2 separate regions of the Sus scrofa genome follow, and region 2 is linked to region 1. A link is a contact called in public HiChIP or PLAC-seq data. All regions are on one chromosome and are shown on one strand. The core of a region is the stretch at or near the end of the contact, and the rest is flanking DNA. Distances in the headings are between cores, read along the strand shown.

Region 1 (7,274 bases), core at 2,316-4,815:
GTGCATATGGAAATAATAAGCCCCCCCCCCAAGCTTCCAGAGCATAAAGTTAGAGCAAGGGAAGAAGCTGGAGCAATGAGCATACTCCTGCTCAGTGAGGGGAGTCCTGGTGGAATCTGGATCCTTTCCCCATAGAAAAGGCAGACTCACTGGAGGTCATCAAGCCGAGAATTTAGACAGTAGATTCCGGAGTTCCTGTCGTGGCTCAGTGGTTAACGAATCCCACTAGGAACCATGAGGTTGCGGGTTCGATCCCTGGCCTCACTCAGCAGGTTAAGGATCTGGTGTTGCCGTGAGCTGCAGTGTAGGCTGCAGACACAGCTCGGATCCTGTGTTGCTGTGGCTGTGGTGTAGGCTGGCGGCTACAGCTCCGATTGCACCCTTAGCCTGGGAACCTCCATGTGCTGCGGTTGCAGCCCTAGAAAAGAGGCCCCCCCCCCAAAAAAAAAACCACAGCAGATTCCTATCACCTTGGCTGCAGTATGGAGGGAGGGCAGTTAGAGGCTGTTGTGATAATCCAGGGTACTGGATTTCAGACACGGGAGAGGGGACTACAGATGTGAGAAACATTATGGAAATAAAAAACATGACCTGCTGATTTGACTCTAGTTGAGGGCGAGGCAACTGTCCCTGGCTTTTGTAGGTGTGTCTTCTGTGGATGCTGTCATCGAGCTGTTGAGGCTGGAATTAAGTTTATCTTTTGAGGGGCATGGATGTCCCTGTGACCCGTGTAGTAGAGAACCGGAGTTCAAGACAACCTTTGAAAGTAGTCAGTGTATCTGGGCCCTCTTCTTGGGAGTGAAGAATTTATTAAGGAGGTGCTTAGATGGACCTGAGGACATATTCCACCAATTGAGGTGAAAAGTTACCATTTATAGGCCAGATTAGTAAAACTGCTGCATTGTTTCCCTTGTGTTATCCGAGCCTTTGGTGAATGTTCTAGGATTCATGTTCTCTTATATATGCCAAAATATTAGAATCTCTTTAGAGATGAGACCTATCAAGTGTTCAGTCAGGGTTCATACTCCGTCTTCTCAGGACTACCACCCTCGTCAAGCCTGAGAGGGAGGGACGGGCAGCCTGGCGGGGCTGGCTTCGTAGTAATTAGTGCACAAAAAGGGGCTTCCTACTTCTCATGACCTGACCATCCTGAAGCCGGATTTCCCTTTTCTGAATTCCCAGAGAGGCTCGGATTTGACAACAATGAAAACGTCCAGGAAATTCCCACAGGTTTAACTTGCTAATCTTCCTCCCGCTTCACCCCTCTCCTTCACCCCTCCACTCCCACCCCAAGAGGAAGGAGCTTATCCTGGATCAGCACCCTCTATTGAATGCTTCCACTTACTTGGCCAGGGTGGTGGCACATCTGGGTTCTTGAGTCGTCTCCTGAGGCCCGTTCAGAGACTGAAGGGAGACATAAGCGTACGTGCTCCTGCCTAGAAACCGAGGAATGGCTAGAGTGTTCCCTGAAGGTTCCTAGGGTACCAGATTATTTTGGAAAGTTTGCTTCTAGGTGTTCACTCTCCCACCCGTGAGGAAGTCATCTTTCTCTAAGAATTCGCAGGGGCTCAGTGTCTATGTGTTAGATATTAAAACTCAAATCACCTTTGGGGGCCAGGCTGGAGTTACAGGATACACATCCCACATAATCTGGCATTAAGAAAAAGAAAACGGTGCCAACTCAACCCAGATTTAAGAGCCAGAAACAAGCACCATGAATTTACTGTCTCACAGAGACCGAGCGTGTTCTGGTTCTCCAGAAATCCCGAGGGGAGAAAAAAATCAGTTTACATATACTCATACAAGGAACTTGATCTATTTTGCAAAGATTATCTGGCTCCCAGAAGGTTCTGGGCTCCAATAAGATGGTCTGTTTTACAAGGCTAGCTCCAGTTCTTAGCGATTAAAAGGCTCCCAAGCCCTGGGATCCTGGGCACTGATGAGGGCTGCACACTCTTGGCTCCAGTTAAACTGCTGGTGTTTGAGCTGTGTGGCTGCTTGCTTCCTGGTCCTGCCGCAGTCCCTGGAGTAGTTGGTTTAGGAGTGTAAGGTTGCTGTCCCTGCGAGGCAGGGGCAAAGGTGGCAGACAGTTCCCTTTATACTCGATCACTGCCATCTTGGCCCGATCCTGCTCATTCCGATTTGGGATCTGCAGCATTCTCGTGTAGCCCCCATTCTGACCTTGGAACCGAGGGGCCAGTACTTGAAACAGCTTTGGGATCAAGTCTTTCTCCTAGAGGGGGAGTTATCCAGGAGAGAGCAGAGAGTCAGGCACACACTGTAGAGAAATTTCACTTTCAGCATTCTCAAAGGTAGGGTCCAAACACCAACACCCTGCCCGAAACTTCCTCACGGAGAACTTCTGTGTGTTGTCAAAAACGACAGAGGGTACTGTATAGCGCAGTGAACTATACCCAGTCTCTTGGGTAGACCACGATGGAAGAAAATATAGGAGAGGAGTTCCCGTCGTGGCGCAGTGGTTAACGAATCCGACTAGGAACCATGAGGTTGCGGGTTCGGTCCCTGGCCTTGCTCAGTGGGTTAAGGATCTGGCGTTGCTGTGACTGTGGTGTAGGCCGGCGGCTACAGCTCCGAATGGACCCCTAGCTTGGGAACCTCCATATGCCGCGGGAGCGGCCCTAGAAAAGGCAAAAAGACAAAAAAAAAAAAGAAAATATAAGAAGGAGGATATATATATATATAGATTCCCACATATACATGAGACTGGGTCACTTTGCTAAACAGCGGAAATTGGCACAACACTGTAAATCAACTCTAGTAAAATTTTTTTTTAAAAGAGGCAAGAAAAACACAGAGGGGATTAGTTACAGGCAGTTGTGTAGATTCAGATTCCCGTTGAATTCAATGATCTCAGGACACACATCTCTAGTTTACATCTGTCCTTAAGGGCATGGCATGACTAAGCTTATTTCTGCCCGGTTCCCTCTCCTCTAACAACCCCTCCGACGTAAGGAGCCAAGGAAGACATGTGGGAGACAGGATGCGCTCACCGTGAGCCAGAAGTCAGCCATGCGCATGGCTCGTTCGTTGGTGTCTCCCAGCTTCCCATAGTCGATGAGCTGCGAGGACACAAGAACTTACTCAACCCGAGCAAGAAAAGGGGGCCCATCTTACCTCCCGAATGCCAGACTGCAACGCATCATGCTACGAGCAAAGCGTCTGGATAAGGCGGGCCTCACCGGCCTTCCACGTGCGGGTCAGAGGGGTGGACTCGGCTCGCGGTACTCGCGGACTGAGACCTCGCGCAGGGCTTACGAGGCGTCTCAATTCTTCCCCAGCTCCCGCCGGACCCGCCCCCGGAGGCCCGACCTGACCGGAGCAAGAGGGTCCCTCCGCTCACCTTCTCCGCGTAGCCCCTCAGCTCGTCCACGCGTGCCCATGACGCCTCGATGCGTTCGTGTCGCACCAGTCCCGTAAGCAAGTTCTGCAACAGGTGGATGCGGGACTCGGGACCAAGGCCCAGGCGGCGGAAGACGCGGCCGTGGGAGATGGCGGCGGCCACCGACAGCCGCATCGTCCCGACTTCTCCCCGCCCCCGGGAGGCCGGAACCGGAAGCTCCGCGAGGTGCGCGGAGAGGCGGAGCCGGGAGGACGCATGCGCCGTAGGCAGGTGCGTGGCGGACGTGTTTGCGCATGTGTAGCGGAGCCTGCCTCGTTGGCAGCCTGGGGGAGGGCGGGGAAGGGGCGTCGACCTCTCCCTGAGGAGGCGGGCGGCGCGGCTCCGGCCCGGGAGCGCCGCCTGGTGTGAGGGAGCCGGCCTCGGGTTTCTCGCGTGCTGCGCCCGTCGTCCTGCAGGGCGCTGGAAGCTCCGCCTGCAGCCGGCTCGGAAAGTGAGTACCTGAGGGGAAGGCGCCGGGCGGGTCGCGGTCTCTCGCGCTGGCGCCCTGCCCGCCCCCGGCCGCGGCGAGGTCTGACCCCCTGAGCGGTCCCTTGTTAAAGAAACTTGTTTTCCGTGGTCGTGGTGCCGTGAGTGGAATAACACTGAGAGGAAAGAGACCCAGACGGCGAAACTTTTCTTTGAAGGCGTGCCGTCATCCCAGTTCCAGAAGAATTTCAGCACCGCTGCGGCTCTGCCGATTGGCGGTGCCTTCGTCACAGCTGCTTGTGGATTCCCTCGTCCCCTCCGCAAAGGGGGAGCCGGGTCCTACCCCGTCCCACACCTCCTGCCCCGCCCTCTGGGCCTCAGGAGGTGCCCTTTTAAAAGTGAAATAGAGCCCTGGCGTTCCCTTCGTGGCCTCGATGGTCAACGAATCTGACGAGGAACCGTGAGGTTGCGGGTTCCATCCCCGGCCTCGCTCAGTGGGTTAAGGATCCGGCGTTGCCGTGAGCTGTGGCGTAGGTCGCAGATGTGGCTTGGATCCCCTGTTGCTGTGGCTGTGGTGTGGGCCGGTGGCAACATCTCTGATTCGACCCCTAGCCTGGGAACCTCCATGTGCTGCAGGGGTGGCCCTAAAAAGACCAAAGACAAACAAAACAAACAAAACAAAAACCCAAAAAACAAAACAAAACAAAAAAACACGAAAAATAATAGAGCCCTGCAGATCAGATGTCATTAGTTAAGATCAAGTCTTACTGGGCTGGGGTGGGGGCCTAATCCCAAATGCCTGATGTCTCAGAAAAAGAATCTATAAGGAGAGACAGTGACCCACAGGGGGGATACCATGTGGCGGAGAAGGCAGAGAGCAGAGCTGTCCAGTTGTAAGTCGAGGGTTTTCTGGCAAACCTCAGAAACTAAGAGCATGGTTTGGAACAGATTGTTCCCTGGATCCTTCAGAGAATGCAGCCAGTGGACAGGTTCATTTACATATTTTTTTGATAACGCATATTTAGATTTGTTGTTCTGTCTTTCTCTTAGGTTAGCAGAGAAGGCTTGTTAATTTTAATTTTGAAGTTTCTTTTGTTGGAAGTAACACACATACAAATACAAAAAGTCTTAAACATATGGATATGTTGGTAGAGATTTATACACACTGCACTTCACAATAAGCCCCAGAAATTACAATGTTGTCTGTGCCTTGTTCCTTTGGGATCAATTACTTTTTTTGTCTTTTTTTTTTTTTTTTTTAAGGGCCACACCTGTTGCATATGGAGGTTCTCAGGCTAGGGGTTGAGTTGGAGCTATAGCTGCCAGCCTACACCACAGCTACAGCAATGCTGGATCCAAGCTGCGACCTACACCACAGTTCATGATCCTTAACCCACTGAGCAAGGCCAGGGATCGAACCTGGGTCCTCATGGATACTAGTCGGGTTCATTAACCACTGAGCCACGACGGGAGCTCCATTTTTGGGATCAATTTTTACAGCTTTCAGTTATCTTCACATTCCACTGTTAATATCATCATCTGAAAATTCATCATAAATTTCTATTCATAAAGACTTGGGAAAATTTTGTTCTTCTCAGAAGTCAGAGCAAATGAAAATTGACCCTGGTGTTATTTGATCCATTGCTTTAAAAGGCATGTCCTTGTGGTGAAAACATACAGAACAGTGTCAGACTTTGTCCTTATTTTTTTGGTTATGTGAGACCATCATCTCTTGTCTGTTCTCCTGGCAGTATTCAAACTTTGATTCTTTTTTTTCTATGTCAGTTTCCTTACATTTTGTTGTTGCATAATTAATGGCTTTCTCTACAGTTTTTGTGGGTTGACGTTCAAGGAATTTTAAACCATAGTGTCTTATTGTATATTGTTTCAGGCACATTCTGGCTGTTTGCAGTTATTTTTGTGTCTGATTTACCTAGTCTGAAACTTTACCTTTATGTAAAAAAAATTCAAGAAAGAGAAAAATCTTATACAAATAGGATTTTTTATTATTTTTTAATTTTTATTATTTTTTACTTTTTTTTTTTTTTTTTGTCTTTTTGCTATTTCTTGGGCCGCTTCTGCGGCATATGGAGATTCCCAGGCTAGGGGTTCAATCGGAGCTGCAGCCACTGGCCTACACCAGAGCCACAGCAACGCGGGATCCGAGCCGCATCTGCGACCTACACCACAGCTCACGGCAACGCCGGATTGTTAACCCACTGAGCAAGGGCAGGGACCGAACCCGCAACCTCATGGTTCCTAGTCGGATTCGTTAACCACTGTGCCACGACGGGAACTCCAGGATTGTTTCTTTTAAATTTATAGTTTTGGGAGCAGGGTTATGTTCTACCACAAGGGTCGGAGGCACAAAATGTGCCTAAAGTGAGCTTGAAAGATCACAAATTGTTATGAATTTACTATAAAAAGTGATATTATGTGGCTGAATCTGTGTAACTGATAGTTTTTCAGATTAGCATTCATGAAGAATAAAATATGTTTTAGTGGATTAGTTTTAAAAAGTGATAGTTTGAAGCCTGCATATATTTTATTATAATGCAACAGTAACCATATTGGCTGTTTATAATTTAGACCAATAAAAGGCTTTTGTTTGAGGGTTATTGTATCACTAACACTATTTAGTAGATGTGATACAAGTCAGATTGACTTATAGTTAGTTTTATTACTGTTTTAAAGTTCTTTACAGACAATTCACCTTCTTATGCTTGCATTGGGGCAGGCTACTTACACCTCCCAACCCTTGGTACCCACTGGCTTTGGGAAATTTTGAGAGTAGGAGAATTGCTTGCATGTCAGAAGTGTTGTAAGTAGATAAACAGGCTTTTTCCTTTACTCTGACTGCATCCCATCCTGCTGATGTCTTCATGAAGTGATGCCCTGGGAGCCAGTACAGGGAGCTCAGTGAGTGTTCAATCAGGGATTTAGTGATGATGGTGAGAAACGGTTGTTGATTGGACCCCAAGCCAACTTTTGTTTCTATCCCTAGAATCCTGAATGTCTGGAAGTACAGGGACTATCTCCTTCTGGATTTTTTTCCCTCCTCAGGTCAGGGTCTAAACACCTCTTTGGATCCAGTGTTCTAGGAAAAATTGAACAAAGACAGAACCTGTCTCTGGTATTAGATGGAACTGTGATTATATTAGGCTCAGTTAAAATGGGTTTCCCACACTTGAATCACTAGAATATTGAAGATAACAATTTTTTTATTACTCAATGAATTTATTACATTTATAGTTGTACAATGATCATCACAATCCAATTTTATAAGATTTCCATTCCACACCCCTGGTGCATCCCCCCACCCCCCAAACTGACTCCTTTGGAAGCCATAAGTTTTTCAAAGTCTGTGAGTCAGCATCCGTTCTGCAAAGAAGTTCAGTCTGTCCTTTTTTCAGATTCCACATATATTTATGTTGGTGTCTCATTGTCT
Region 2 (7,274 bases), core at 1,926-4,425, 170 kb before region 1:
CCCCCGGAGGAAACAGCCACTGAACTGGAGCCACCCAGGGCGGCCTCCAGCAAGGCTCTCTTAGCCAGAAGGGTCGTGGGCCCCCCCTGGGGATGCCTAGGGCAGGAACGTGGGAGCGGGGCTCTCGGAGTTCACGGGACTGGAAGAGGGCAAGCCAGTGCAGCAGGCAAGGGAGCGGCTCCGATGAGGCTGGGCACCGAAGGCATTCTCGCCGAGGCCGAGAAGGGCTATTTGCGAGGCACCTAGTGTGCCGCCTCCCCCACCCCCTCCGACTTCTGGACCTCCGTACAAACCCTTAGGCTGCCTCCACTGGTGAGTGCTGCTGGGGGCGGGGCTGGGCCCACCCTGGAGGGGTTCTCCCTCTGGGCTGCAGGAGGGAGGGAGGAGGGAGGCTGAGGGGTGACTGCCTGGGAGGGCCCCGGGCCCAGGCCCCCCTCCCCCTCTGGCCTGCCCAAGGCACCTGAAGCTCTGGGGACTTCTGGCTGAGGTCAGCAAAGGCATCCCCCAGTGCATGCTGGGTCTGCAGCAGGCTGTAGAGGTGGGCTGTCAGGGCCCGGCCCAGCTGCAGGACACTCTCATACTTGCGCTTCGTCTCACGCAGCAGCTCAATTTGCAGCTCTAGCTCCAGGTCCACAGTCCGGGAGCCTCGGCCAAACCGCTCTGATAACAGCTGCTTTGTGCACTGAGTGGGAAGTGGGGGAACAGGTCAGAGACCCTGGCGCCCGGCCCTGCCCCGCAGCAAGTGTCTACCCCGGCGTCCCCAGACTCCAAGTCTCAGCCCGAGATGATGGGACAGGAGGATCCGCAAGATGGGGAAGAGGTACCCGGGGGAGCTCAGGGGGCGGAGGAGGTGCGTGAATCCCACCTTATACGTGTTGATGCCCCATTTCTTGACGATGTCGAACTTCTCTCCAGCGATGCCCCGGGCCACCTCATCCCCGGGGCCAGCAGGAGGGGCGCTGTGAGATGGATGGCGGCCAGACCCTAAAGGACCAAGTTCTCTGACACCAGCCTCTCTCAGACACAATCCGACGCCTCTGTGGTTCCACCCACACTTCCCTCCCAGCACATGAAAATGACGCCCCGGAAGGAGCAGGGCTGGAGACTCACTAGGAGGAATTCATGCCTTGGACCCTGAGACCCAATCCCAACATACACCTGGCCTCCTTTTGACGTGGAGGTGAGGACTGGAAAGGGAGGTGGGAGGGGTTGCTCGTGTGCAGGGGCAGAGGAAACAGCGGAGACTAGGCTGAGAATGGGGTCGCTGACCATGGCTGGGCGCCCCTCGAACCGAACACCTGGCTGACATTCCCATGTGGATCCCAGTCACTGCGAGATTCAGGGCTGCTTGTTCCTCTAAATAGCAGAGTCTAACGTAAGACTCTGATAAGCCTCTCAAAGCTCCAAATCAGATTCAAGCTCCAGAGCAGGGGAGGCCTGGTGAACAGAGTTCTCTGCCTGACTCAGGTAGTGACGGCAGAGAAGGGACAAGTGGGCATATCTGAGGGACAAAGTGGCAAGTGGAGGCAGATGGACACCCCTGGGAACGGGCCTTGGGCTGAGATGCCCGCGGGTTCATCCTGGCAGAGGTTCCCACGAGCTCCAGACATGATTCACGCCTTCTTAGACGTATCCTATGCCCCCTGGAGCCAGTCCTCTTCCCCTCTCCACTCAATGCCCTATCCTGCTCTGATCATTCATACCTGTGGGGATGAGTCCATCACCAGAGCCCCCATAGCCACCAGACACAATGCTGGTTTCATTGAGGTTGGGTCCTGACACCATCACCTGCTGGAGGTCCTATAGGCCAGAGAAGAGGGGGGCTTCAGGAACATATGGGCAGCTGAAGCATTTTGGGGGTGAAAACAAGCTTGGATTGAAGCATCATAGAGAGAGCACACAAGGGAAGTCTGCACAGAATCAGAACAAAGATTGGTAAAAAGACTGAAGGAAATCAGGTGAGTTGGGGGAAGGCTACTGGAAGAAGGAGAGAGCTCAGGGTTTAAGAGTTGGGATTCCTCAACTGAAACAATGTGAAGAATCAAACAGAAGCACCTGCTCCAGCCCATCATCCTCAGGAAGCTGCCCCGCGTCACCATTCCCGTGGATGGGGATCTCCATTGTGGCTGCCTTCCCTAGGATCCCGTCCGTCATGGCGAGCGAAGGGACTGGAGTCAAAGTCTCCACCCCAGCGCCCTGCAAAGCCCAACACAGACAGTTCTGGAAACGGGCCAGTTCTCCGAAGAGGAAGGTCTCCCCTGCCCTTGCAGAGGCCGTCCCGGGGCTTCAGTGTGGTGGGGTCTGCCCACCACTCTTCCCTCGGGGCTTTGTCTTTCTCCCTTCCAAGGTGCAAAGTTTTACACACAGGCACCCAGGCCTCAGGTGTGCCTGACCAGAGGTCATGTTCTCATGACCCCCCCACCCCCACCCCCCCAGCAGTCCAGGGATCATTCATGCATTCAGTCCTTCCACAGACATTTAATGAGTGCCTACTACATGCCACGCACTATTTGAGGCAATGGAGAGAAAGCCTGTGCTCTCAAGCAGCTTATCCCCACGCAGGTATTCCTCCTCATCAGGAGACAATCCCTTTCCCAGCGCTCAGGTGCCTATCCCCGTTCAGGTATGTTCGCCATTGTTTGGCCTTTCACACTCCTCTAATGTCTCCTCCTCTTTCCTGCAGGTGGTCTCCCCCTCCTCCATCCCATGCACCCCCTCTTCCTGCCCCCACCCCCGCCCCAGGCCTTAGTTGAATCAGTTGGTGTAAGTTCCCGACCCCGGGGAAAAGTCCCTTTGCCCCAGGACATAGGGAGGTGATCCCTTCCAAAGTCAGTTAGGTCTCCCCAGGTGTGTGAGTCTCCGCCCTCCCCCCATACACCTGGGCGTCAGGTGTGTCCTCATCCTTTCCCAGGGCTCAGAAGCATCTTGCCCTCAGGTCAGGTTCGTGCGTTCACCTTGCCCTCGCCCATGCACGTCCCTCTCACCTCGGGCCGGGCCGCTCTTCCCCTCAGGGCGCCAGGCCCGGGCCGCGCGGGGATCTCGGGATCCAGTTCCCGTCGCGATCCTAGCAGCAGGTCAGGGACTCGGCGGAAGTGACGTCCTCTCCCGGGCAGAAGAAGCCGGCCACGTAGCCGATTATGAGGGCGGAAGTGACGTCGCGGGGAGGTGGGCGGGCGCTCCTTGAGCCAACCCCTCTGCCCCTGGGGAGCCATTGAGGTCACTTCCGGGGCGTTCCCTAGAAGCTGTAACGGAAGTGACGTAGGTTGTGCGCCGGCGGCGTGATGGAACAGCAACAGCAGCAGCAGCAGCAGCTGAGAAACGTGAGTGGGAGCTAAGTCGCTTAAGGGCCCTGCATCCAGCTAGCATCCCTGTTCGCATGGCGGAAACCCCAGAGAGCCAGGCATCCAAGGGCTGGGAACCACGGGCCGTGGTACACGGTCCTGGGAAAGCGCCGGCAGCGCGGCCTTGAGTTGAGACGTGGCCCCCTCTTCGCTGAGTTCCTTGTCCCCCTTCCTCCCCAGTTGCGGGACTTCCTGTTGGTCTACAATCGGATGACGGAACTCTGCTTCCAGCGCTGCGTGCCCAGCCTGCATCACCGAGCTCTGGATGCCGAGGAGGTTAGGTGGGGGAACTGAGTAGGGAAGTGCTCCTCGAGCCTCAGAGCTAACCGTGCACTGCTTCCCTCTCCCGTCAATTCCCCTACGTCCGGCCCTGGCTTCCCACGACCTCCGCCCTGAGGCTGGGGATGGGAAGGAGGGAAACGGACCTGACTGGACACCTTTGGCTTCTACTTCCACCCTGTCTTCCTTCCAGGAGGCCTGTCTGCACAGCTGTGCCGGGAAGCTGATCCATTCCAACCACCGCCTCATGGCCGCTTACGTGCAGCTCATGCCTGCCCTGGTACAGCGCCGCATCGCTGACTACGAGGCTGCCTCAGCTGTGCCAGGTGTTGCTGCTGAACAGCCAGAAGCCTCGCCATCTGGCAGCTAGCTGTCCTCAACGCTGAGAAGGGAGGCACTGGATGGACCCTCACGTTGAAGGAGCAGTGGACCTTGGGCAAGATGGAGCCTGTATGTAGAGAATGAGGAGTTGCCTGAGAGCTAGGTACTGTTGCTCCTTTTCCTGGAGCTAATAAACCTGCTGTAATCTGTGCGGTTGATATTCTGGGCAGGGAGAAGTTGCCTTCTGTGTGTGGAAGGAAAACCTCAGCATTCCCAGGCACCTGGTTAAAGGAAGGTCTGTGGGTACAGCTTTAAAATTGGCAACAAGACGCTGGTTCGTGCCCAGACGGCAGAGAAAATGGGAACTCTGTCCTTAAATCTGTCTGACTTAAATGGTTCGCTTAGAGATATTAAGGACCATGGATTAAGAAACCACAGGGCTTTTAGGCACTACCTCTTCGAAAGTCAGTAGCCCCAGACAGATGAAACCTATAGGACTTCTGGGTGTTCTAGAACGTTAACCACTCCCCCAAGTTGTTACTTTCTTAATACTCCCAGAAATTGAGCAGTAAATCCTTTAAACCGAGGAGGTCTGTGTGCTCGTCTTCAGGAGCAGTCAGGGGAAAACTTGGGGAGCCATGTTCTGCACTATAGTCAGACTCAAGGGAGAGAAAACCACAGAAGTAGAGGGTGGTGGCTAAGGGGACAAAAAAAAAAAAAAAAAAAAAAAAAAAACAGAAGAAAGGAAAAGCTTTTGGATGTTACGCTCTTGTCTCACTGCTCGCCTGTGATCTCCTAATTCCAGCCCTGCCCCCTACTCTGCATTGTCCCAGCTGTGCCTATCCCATGGTTTCTAATTCCAGCCTCTCCATTCTTTCCTCATTATTGCCTCCCTTGTGGAGTTTACCTCTGTATTCAGCAGTCTCAGTGGCATGTCACTCCATCCCTGAATTTTTTTGCTGCCCTTGTGTCCTTTTTGTATCATTCCACCTGTTTTACTTATTATTATTTATTTTTTGGCCATGCCATGGCATGCAGAAGTTCCCAGGCCAGGGATCAAACTGAAGCCACAGCAGTGACAATGCCGAGTTCTTAACTGCTCGGCCACCAGGGAACTCCCAGTCCAGCTGTTTTAACTTTTCTGGTCCTCCATTCACACAGCTAGAGGAAAACACAGCTGTGTAGTGAATGCCACTAAATATTCCCAGTCCCAGCTGCAACCAAGCTCTACCAACAAATAGCATTTGGAGGGTTCCTGGTCTGTTTGCTCTTCTCATCACCATGGCAGCTGTTTACACCTTCACTGCTCTCCCTAACCCCCCACCTCACCCTCAGCTATTCCCCCTTCGGTGATCATGCTTCGTTTTTATAATGGAAATGGGAGCTTTTAGACAAAAGCTTGGTTGGTTTCCACAGTAGTACTTTTTCAAAAAACTTGAAACCACCCACAAAACAGTTGTTTTCTCCCCCTATACAGGTCAGGATATTGAATTCTTCTGGTAGCAGACTCTCAAAAGGCAGATCTGACTTTACGATATACTTAAAGTATATCTCTTTAAGGGAACTATGCTAGCCTGGTGTCGTTCTCTTTGCTATACCAGGCTGCTTCTCAAAATCGTCTCTTGAGCACCCACTTTGTATAGGTTCTGGTTTCGATATTATCCCCACTTGAGAGATGAGGAGGTAAGAATTCAGTATGTATCAGAAGCCACTGAAATCTCCTTCAGGTCTTCCCGTGAAGTGTCCCATGGACATAATGAGAGCAGTGTGACATTCGAAGCACAACTCGAGGATGAGCTTTGACAAAACTTTATCCTTTTATCACACAAATTATTACACAAGTTTCACTGGAGCAGTCAGGCCATTGCTTCCACTTTTTCTCCATTAACACCTTCCTGTCATTAGATTCCTGTCAAGCTTAAATTCTAGCCATTTGCTTGGAATAGGCTAGATGTCCTTGCTTCTCTTTGTTGGACTTGGATAAGATGAACCATCTGTGCATGCATTTAGGCTTATAAGGGAGTCAGTGTAGGGAGGATTTATATCACCGTGAATCCGTGGTTATCAACTTCAAATGGAGCCTCAGCCCCTGTAATCCCACTAGATTTTTCAAGTCAGCTTTCCTGTTCCCTGCAGTGACTATTTCAAACCAGGATTCTACCTGCACCGTCTCCTCGCTTTTTGCTGGTAGCCTTGTTTTTACCTCGTTAGCAAATGTCGGAGCTGTCAGTGGGGAGCTCCCGCAACTTCTCACAACCCCAAACCCACCTACACCTGCGTCATTCTCTCCTCTCCCTCCTGTCGAAACAGGACCGGCGTCCCTCTTAAGGCCAGTGCCTGTTGCTGCGCCTCCATCCCAGTCCTCCCTCCTGCGGAGAGTGCTGACGTTTCCCCACCTGATTCTTCTCAGCAGCGTCTTAATGAGCTAAAGAGCCCGGTGCAGCAAACAAGCCACTGCCGCCCGGGCACCATCCAGTTTGTTTCTGCTTTTACAGCTCTGACTTCTCTGCATTTCCGTTCCACCCAGTCTGTTTGGACTTCTGCAGCCTTTACTCTGTTGGAAGAGTTCTTCCCGAGGTCACCCCAGCTCACCAAGGGACCTTCACCTGCTTGGAGCCAGTGGTGGTTTCCCCAGCTTCCTTCACTTCTCAGGGGCGTCTGGTGCTGTTGCCGAGTCCCTCATCTCGCTCTCATTAGTGTCTGTGATTCCACTTGTGGTCTCACTGCTGCCACCTCTGGCCACAGCTTCTTAGCCTCCTTTGTAGGACTTGTCTCCTCCAGCCATTAAATCCAAATGTTTCTTTCTGAGTATAATCTCTCTGGAAATGTTTTATCTCCACTCCGAGCTTTAGTTACTGTGACTCAGATCTGACCCCTGAGCCATCTGATTGATATTTCTACTGAGGTGTTTCAAGAATATCCCAACCTGGCAGCTCCGAGGTAGTCCTGTGGTTGGAGTTGCGTGCTTGTACCGCTGCGGCCAGGGTTCAGTCTCTAGTCTGGAAAGAGATCCCACCTCAAGCTACTGCACACTGTGGAGCCGGGGCGGGGATCCCAACTCAGTATGTTTCTCGCTGGGCCTGGTGCTCCACCGGCTGCAGAAGCTAGAAACCTCACTCATCCCTTCACTCAGTTGCTAGATGATCAGTTTACGTTTCTAAAAATCCCTGGATTCCATCTGCTTTTCTTCATCTTCACAGTCTCCCACCAGGATTCTTGCAGTTCCTGCCCCCCCCCCCACGTCTACTTCTGCACCCTCCAGTCTATTCCGCATTCACTGGCCAGAAGATACAGACTGATGCTTAAAACCTTGCAGCAGCTTCCCATTCTTAG

The links. HiChIP or PLAC-seq counts read pairs in DNA pulled down with a chosen protein or histone mark.
Region 2: a contact with region 1 is called in an H3K27ac HiChIP or PLAC-seq map of alveolar macrophages. The contact joins the promoter of TIMM10B here to the promoter of MRPL17 in region 1. A contact is called at or near these places in 3 of 47 Hi-C or Micro-C datasets (embryonic fibroblasts, heart right ventricle and liver) and 1 of 2 datasets of contacts at active chromatin or transcription factors (alveolar macrophages).

What each region holds. Positions count from the first base shown.
Region 1 is chr9:3,072,277-3,079,550 of Sscrofa11.1, reverse strand. MRPL17 (mitochondrial ribosomal protein L17) reads right to left here and starts at 3,565. Exons shown (of 3, transcript NM_001244380.1): 1 at 3,362-3,565; 2 at 3,012-3,080; 3 at 1,692-2,233. The coding sequence starts at 3,535. The coding sequence ends at 1,967. LOC106507820 (a long non-coding RNA gene) reads left to right here. Exons shown (of 4, transcript XR_002335515.1): 4 at 3,300-3,389.
Region 2 is chr9:3,245,876-3,253,149 of Sscrofa11.1, reverse strand. TIMM10B (mitochondrial import inner membrane translocase subunit Tim10 B) reads left to right here and starts at 3,175. Exons shown (of 3, transcript XM_003357135.4): 1 at 3,175-3,320; 2 at 3,522-3,617; 3 at 3,814-4,676. The coding sequence starts at 3,282. The coding sequence ends at 3,990. ARFIP2 (arfaptin-2) reads right to left here and starts at 3,139. Exons shown (of 8, transcript XM_003357136.4): 1 at 2,985-3,139; 2 at 2,056-2,196; 3 at 1,704-1,800; 4 at 866-984; 5 at 461-682. The coding sequence starts at 2,154.